Linked DNA regions of Gasterosteus aculeatus: region 1 is linked to region 2. Evidence: chromatin contacts called from public Hi-C data. All regions are on one chromosome and are shown on one strand. The core of a region is the stretch at or near the end of the contact, and the rest is flanking DNA. Distances in the headings are between cores, read along the strand shown. Region 1 overlaps LOC120819252 (thyroid hormone receptor alpha-B). Region 2 holds the start of LOC120819252 (thyroid hormone receptor alpha-B).

What was found. A called contact is a pair of places that touch in the nucleus more often than the background predicts.
Region 1: a Hi-C map of tail fin shows a contact between it and region 2, with 3 times the contacts expected there. The contact joins the enhancer-like site here to the promoter of LOC120819252 in region 2. A contact is called at or near these places in 2 of 6 Hi-C or Micro-C datasets (tail fin and whole body).

Annotation. Positions count from the first base shown.
Region 1 is chr5:8,410,858-8,414,668 of fGasAcu3.hap1.1, forward strand. All of the region lies in intron 2 of LOC120819252 (thyroid hormone receptor alpha-B), which reads left to right. Among protein-coding and RNA genes, the nearest start is that of LOC120819034, 31 kb to the right of the region's middle. Within about 2 kb of position 1,429, at least 3 of the 9 cell types and tissues checked have open chromatin away from gene starts, as enhancers often do.
Region 2 is chr5:8,340,749-8,344,449 of fGasAcu3.hap1.1, forward strand. LOC120819252 (thyroid hormone receptor alpha-B) reads left to right here and starts at 1,379. Exons shown (of 10, transcript XM_040176485.2): 1 at 1,379-1,824.

The DNA of each region.
Region 1 (3,811 bases), core at 179-2,678, 70 kb after region 2:
TAAAATCAAGTGTTTCATGTGTATGTGGGGGTTTTTGGGGTGGGGGATTCTGAACATTCCTGGATTGTTTCGTTGACGAGACCTTGATGAATGCGGCGGGTAACAGACAGTAATGGTTGCAACCAACAATTGTTTTTTTTAATCTCTGATCTACCTGCTAATTGTCACCTCAATTACACAATTAATCGTGAAAAACCCTGATTGCAATTCTCAATTTCCTGTCCGCCCAGCAGTCCAAAGCCCAACAAAACCAGTGGATGTGAGCTGATGTTTTCTGTGTGTGTCTTCTCTTCCAGAGGGGGTCATCCGTCTCCTCCCTCCGCATCCCTGAGACACCGACCCACGGCGCGGCCGTCGAGCCCGCCGAGCCACCTCCAACGTCTTGCATATCATAATTCAGTTTCGCACCGAGCCGACCTCACTCCAACTCCGTCTGGAGACCCCCGAACCCCCCCCCCCCCCCCCCCCTCCCCCTCCACTCAAAAGAAGGAAAGACAGAAAAGGCCCAGTGACGGGACCCTGTCATGTCTCACTGACGGACCCCTCCCGACCGGCGAATGACAAGCAGGCATCCGAGGGTGGGGCTTGCCTCTGTCTCTCCTGATTGGTTGCTGGATGGAATTAAGGTGAATGGAACTCGTGTCCAAGGAGCAGGACTCTAGCCCACCCGAGGGAGAAGAGAAACGGTGAGCTTGGTGCTCCTTCTCCTCTTATGCACACAGAGGCTTCCAGAGCACAACCGTTTGGTTTTTCATTCATTTTTGCTTCTCATCTCGTATATGTATACGTGTATGTTAAAAGTGATACAAAATATGCCAAATCTACGCCCCAACAGCCCTCAGCGTTTCCTCTTCTCCTTTCCTGGTGTAAACATTTCCCTGAAACGAGGCCGGCTCAGCTCTGTTATCGTGCAGTGTTGTTACGTGTGGACGAGGTCTTCTAAGGTCATCCGAGAAGGGAACCTGCGCCTCTCAGTCCGTCCCTTCGTCCTTCTCATGGTTCTCCCTGTTTGTACGTCTTTGGATCATGTTTTCATTTCCAGACGAATTAACCAACGAAGCAGCCTCTTAGTAGTGCCGGCGCCGCCTTGGTTTTTCAGAGAGGCTTTAAGCTACTTCTGACCCCGACGCTTCTCCCCGCGGCTCCTGAGGAGCAGAACGAGTCGCCCCGGGCCGAACAGAAACAAACACGCCGCTCTTTAAGCCCCTTCTCATGAATGAAAACATAACATTAGTGTAATGGAGGCTCTCTCGTACGGTGGAGAGAGAGAGAAAAGGGGGGGCCTCCAGCTAAAGCAGAGCGCTATCAGTCAATATCAGTTCATTTGTAAAAGCCTGTGAGAGTTGGAGCATCCAGATGGAGCAACGAGAGAGAGAAGGGCTGCCTTTTGAAAGCAGTCGGGCGGGAAGAACGGGAAGTGTAGCAGGGTGTTATTTTAAATGTTGTCACTGACGCAGATTCATGTCGACTTGGGGACGGTTTGATTTCGTTTGTGTGTCAGATGTGACGGAAGCTTCCGTTTAATCGCCCTGTTTCATCTCGTTGTTGAGGAAGGAAACACTGAAGTTGGTATTTTGTCAGATGTCCATTTTTCCATTGAAGCAATGCGACCGGTCAGCATGGACCTGTCCACACATGAACCATGTAGGAGGCGTATTGTCTTGTTTATGTAGTCGAGCCCAGAGCGCTTCTGTTTACCACATGAATCGTTTCCTACTTTCAGACTGAGAACCCGGCGGATCAGACATCTAAACACGGGCCCGATTCCTCCTCGGCCTCTGCAGCTCAACTTAAAGATCTGTGGGAACAATAAGGTCCAAATGTGATGAGGTTATTGGTCCATGCGGCTTGGCTCTGTGTGCTGTGTGACAGGCTCGTGTGAAGAGAGTCAATCCGCCGTGGATTCCTCCGCTAACATGAACACCTGTCAGGGGATTAGCAGCTCTGCCGCTGGGGGAGTTGGGCGGCGGGGGGGCATTTGGGCAGGAAGTCTGTGCGTCGGCCTTAACTTTTCCTCTCTTTCTTCTCTCTTTTTTAAATATCTAAAATGTATGTAGCGGGGCGAGCTGTGTGCACCTTGTGGTGGAAGCACAAAGAGCTCAAGGGGGGGGTGGAGCTCTTTGAAGTGGCACTCAGGTTACTGTACCAGCCGGCGCCATAGTGATGTGTGTGTGTGTGTGTGCTTTGCTGTATCCAGGAAGCTTTGTTTAGTGGTGTTCTTCAGCCTCCAGTCAAACGCATCTCTGCTCGTGGTTCTAATGGTTTCTTTACTTTAAAAATTGTTGCAGACCCGTTTCTCTCGGCTGGAAATAGTAACTTTTTTATTGAGCAATGTGCGGTATTTGGTGGTGGAGCGGACTGCAACCTGCCCGTGCTTCACGAGGGGGAAGATCAATCTACCAAATATGCAGCCACATCAATAGAGAGAGAAGACATAGGACATTCTTCTCCCGTGACATAGCTAGCGGTCAGCAAAATGTGTAAATATTTCACCGTGTGATGTTTTTGGGGAAGGAAATGTCCCTGCTATAGCAGTTTGGTAAAGAGGTCCGGGTTCTGGCGTCTTTTTCCGGACTTAATTCGGCCGTTGTGGGCCCCTGGAGGTGTTTGGGACCATGTTCCGGGCTCTGGGGGTGTTTAGTAAAGAGGTCCGGGTTCTGGCGTCTTTTTCCGGGTTTAATTCGGCCGTTGTGGGCCTCTGGAGGTGATTGGGACCGTGTTCCGGGCTTTGGGGGCTTTTGGTAAAGAGATCCGGGTTCTGGCGTCTTTTTCCGGGTTTAATTCGGCCGTTGTGGGCCTCTGGAGGTGTTTGGGTCTGTTATCCGGGCTTTGGGGGTGTTTGGTAAAGAGATCCGGGTTCTGGTGTCTTTTTCCGGACTTAATTCGGCCGTTGTGGGCCCCTGGAGGTGTTTGCGGACCTCCGCGGGTAAAATAATAGAATTATATATCTATTATAATTATATAGAAAAAATTATATATCTGAGGCAGCGGAGGAGAATGTATACATTCTTACCGTGGTTCGTTGTGGGGGAAGTTCTGCCGCAGCGGACCTCACCCTTGTCACCCCATTCTTAGAAAATTGTTGGTTTCGAAGGTTTTGAAATGGAAAGAACAGCTGAAATCAGCCTGTTTGGGAGAGGCGACAAGAAGGGCTATCATTTAGGGGGAGACGATTTGTACGGTCTCACATTTGATCTCAAGTGTTTCGTTCAAGGATTCGCGTTTAACATCAAGAAAGGCCTCAATGCAGAGGACAGGCTAGGAACATACAGAGTGCTCCGGTGTAGAGGGTTCATTGTTTTCCGCTCTGATAAACATAACCGTAGAGACTAAGCTCGTATGGACCCCGAAGCGCCCGCTGCAGGCGATTTATACACAGCATTTGTTTTGCCGCATCACACACAGCAGCGAGCCTCCACCCAGTGGATTTAAAGGCCTGTTAACTTGGCTGAACCTTTTAGGAAAGCAAAATACATACATTTAAATTGATGTGAGCTAAATACAGGCTGTGTGCATTGTCTTTTTTTAGTTGGTACCCGAAGTAGCCAGCTGTATATATTTGCAGAATTAGCATCCATGTTTATTATGGGTTAATTGTTTGAGGTGCTGTGGACTTGTCTTGCTTTCACTGGTGTGCTATATATGCCCCCTCTAGCTCAGCCTGTTATTTAGACAGTGGCAGGATACATGAAGGAACAAAGTGTCCATTAGCACTGCATGTATAGGACAGACCCAGCTGTAGGCCTGAGCATGCACGCTGAACAATAGGCTACTGTAGCAATCAAAACATCACAAGGGGCCTCGTTCAGAC
Region 2 (3,701 bases), core at 129-2,628:
GAGATTCCTCGGAGACCGAAGGACGGACGGAGTGAGCCCTTTGACACACAGCAGAGGTCCTCCCCTTGGACTCTACTTCATAAAAGGAACAGTGGGAATGTATAAAAAAGTCACACGGACTTTTTGCGCTGCCATTTGAAGGTTTCTAAAGGTTCCGTTCAAAATAATTGGTATTATCTTCTGTAATTCAATGCGTAGAATATTAAATTCGGGGGAATGATTTTGCTAATCCACTTGGCTGCAAAGTGGGTCCAACAAAGTCATTAACTCTCGCCAATTCTTTTAGAAAATACAGAGTGAAACGCACCACTGTGGGGACTGAGAGTTACGGTTAATTTGATCATTTTATTATTGTTTGCTCTGCAAATTTTCAGTCTTCAAAAAAGCTGCAATAAAAACGGATCCGCTGTCACACAATTGTTATAGATTTTGGTTATTGATCAATTATTTAAGGCATTTATGAAGCTCAAATTAGCGGGCAAAGGTTAGCAAGCTAACCAGCCAGCGGCTAAGTGACCAGTGCAGCTGGAGACGATCTCATGAGAGCGCCTTAACATTCTGATGTGTGTCTCAGAATCGTTGAGAAGAGTTTTTATGTTTTACATAGTTATATAAATCTAATTATGGCTCTAAAACATGTTTTAGGTACACAGTTCCTTTCATTACTGGGTAATAGTGAAGTATTTATTTGATTGGAAAATAAAAAAAATCTAATTTAGAATTAACTTTATTGATCCCTCAAGAGGAAAATTTTGGTATCACAGCATGTACAGGGAACAAAATAGAATAAAAAGATACACATTATATACAATATAATAAGATATAAATATTAAATTATTAAATAAAATAAAATAAACTGAAACAAAAGAATAACCTTCCGAAAGAGACAATAATAATAATTTGTAAAAGGAGAAGAGGAATCACTAACTATATATATATATATATATATATATCACTAACTATATATATATATATATATATATATATATATATATATAGTTAGTGATATACCGATATACCGATATATATAACCTTCCGAAAGAGACAATAATAATAATTTGTAAAAGGAGAAGAGGAATCACTAACTAATTATATATATATATATATATATATATAGAGTTAGTGATATACCAATATATATATATATATATATATATATATATATATATATATATATATATATATATATATATATATATTGTCCACCTAACAATATATACATCTATATTTGGGGGGGGCATGAATAAGGAAAGCAGGTTGAGCGGGGGGCTGTGAGGGGGGTCGTGCTTTGCTGTGGTGGTCCTGCAGAGAGCGGTAGATAGTTTGAATACTGTACGCGGAGGGAGGAGCGACCGTGAACTATTTTCTTTTCTTTTTTTGTGTTCGTGGGAGTGAGCGTGTGTGTGTGTGTGTGTGTGTGTGTGTGTTTGCTTCTTCTCCCTCTTGTCGCTGCAGCTCGGGCCAAACGCAACTAGAAGGCAACAACACAATCAAGAGGGAACAAACTGCTCGATTCACGCAACAACAACAACAACAACAAATACCAATACATACATCCAGAAAGTGAGGGAGGGGCAGCAGGAGGAGGACAGCTCGCGGCGCAGCAGCTTTTTACCGGAGCGGACCCGGGCTTTCGGAGCGAGAAGTCGGGGGGCGGCGGAGGGGGGGGGGAGACGGGACGTGGAGCCCCGACACACGCGGCCGCACTTGAGCAGAAAGCCCCGGCGGAGCGCCGCCGACTTTCCCCCCGCTTCACTTCAGCAGCCGCGCACTCTGAGCAGAAGAAGGAGAGAAACATCCAACCCGACCCGGCATCCAGCCACGGTGAGTGTCACGGCCGCCACGGCGTGGTGGTCCACGCGCGCGTGCGAGCGTGCGGTTGTTGTGGTGGGCGCTCGCCCCCCGTAGCCTCGGCAGCCTCGGGCGGGTTTTGACAGCTCGGATCGCAACGCCGAGCCAGCGTCGCACCCGGTGTGCAGCGCGGAGGCAGGCGGGAGGGTCCGACCGTGTTGGTACGCGGCCCTTCCGCCGTAACTGTTGACACGTGACCCCCCCCCCCCCCCCCCCCCCCCGGGTCAGTTGTCATTGGAAAGCGGAAACCTGCACAGCGGTCACGTTGCCTCCTTTTACAGATGATTTGTTGTGTTTGTTACGCGCGCGCGCGTGTGTGTGAGCTTCGAACTTGCATCCGTGGCTACACGCCGGGGAGCGCGCATACGTACCCACAGAGGGCGATGGCACGGGATCGATACAAGATGACCAGCGATGATATGCCCGTAACCTGTTGGGGGGGGGGGGCAGGATGTTCGGTTCAGTTCAGCCACTTCACCTGATTCCTGCTGCGAACATTTTCTGCGTGGGAGTGGACGCGCATGCGTTCTTAATGTGAACGATGGTAGCAAATGATGTTTGTTTATGATCGCGTTGATCAAGGTGAAGTCATCCGCCAGTCTCAATCTAAGTCAGTCATGGGGATAGTTTACTGGGTCACACACCGGCATCTAAACTCAATTCATTTTTTGTTGTGTTTTTTTTCTCTTTCTTTGCCTAGTGGTTGCGTGCACGACAAACGACCCACCCGTCTCCGAAAATCATCGTCCGGGCCTTTCAATGGACTCCCGTCACAAATGATCAATATCAGGACGAAGTGTTCGAGAGAGGCACAATGTGCACTGCATTATAACTGTCTGGATCGGGTATTGAATTACCACAGACACTCTGACTCCGCTGTACAAGTCTGTGTGTGTGTGTGTGTTTTAGATAAACATGCCCCCAGAATACACTACTATAGGGTGTGCTTTCTGCCACTAAGACAACATTGCCCAGGAAGGGGTCTTGCACTCATTACGAAATGCCTAATGTTTACAAAGAAACTCCGTGCTGCAGATGATGAAGGGCTTTTCCTCCGTCGCGTCCGCGCCCACGGTGGGGGTCTCGCGGCCCGCTGATGGCGAGCAACAGCTGGATTCTCTGGCGGTGTGACTCCGTCTTGGGGAGTGTGGATACCTTCAACGTGGTGACCGAGGGGGGTGGGGGGGACTGTAAACGGCTCCCGCCTGTTGGACGTCTAAATTGTTTCAGACTGGAGAGGTCTCTTTGCAAACTCGTACGATTTACAGAAAGGAAACCAGAAACAGATGATGCAGCCTCCCCCATCCTCCCCCTAATGAAGTCCCAGGTTTCCTTCTCAAACCAGACGAGAAGAAAGCTTAATTAATATTGGATCAGCTGGTCCGGCCTGCAGGTGGACCATCGTTCATTAATCATTAGCCCTTCGTTGGAGTCGCAGTGGTCTCTCCCCGAGTTGATTATTAGCCACACGGACGAAGGGAGGTTAACCATTTAGCTCCGCGGACGGGACTGTGAAGGGAACGAGTGTGGGCTGTGGAGAGGGCAGCAAGCAAGCTCCGCATCAGAGGAACATCTAGGTGATGTTTTCTTATTTTTATCCCTCCCCACCCGCATTCTGCCTGTTCTTTACAGTAAGTTCTTTCTACTTCCGAGTACTGAGGGGAAAGCAAGTAGCACATGGCGAGTGATGTAACAGGTTTGCACATGCAGGGTGGACGGGGGTCGCCTCCATGTAGCCTGGTCCTCCCCTTATCTCCCCCTCTAACTGTTTGCTGGGTCCCTCTTTTCTTTTTTTGTGGGGGCAGAAGTGACCTCCCTCAGTCTCTCCCGGCAGCGAGGACCCCATCGGG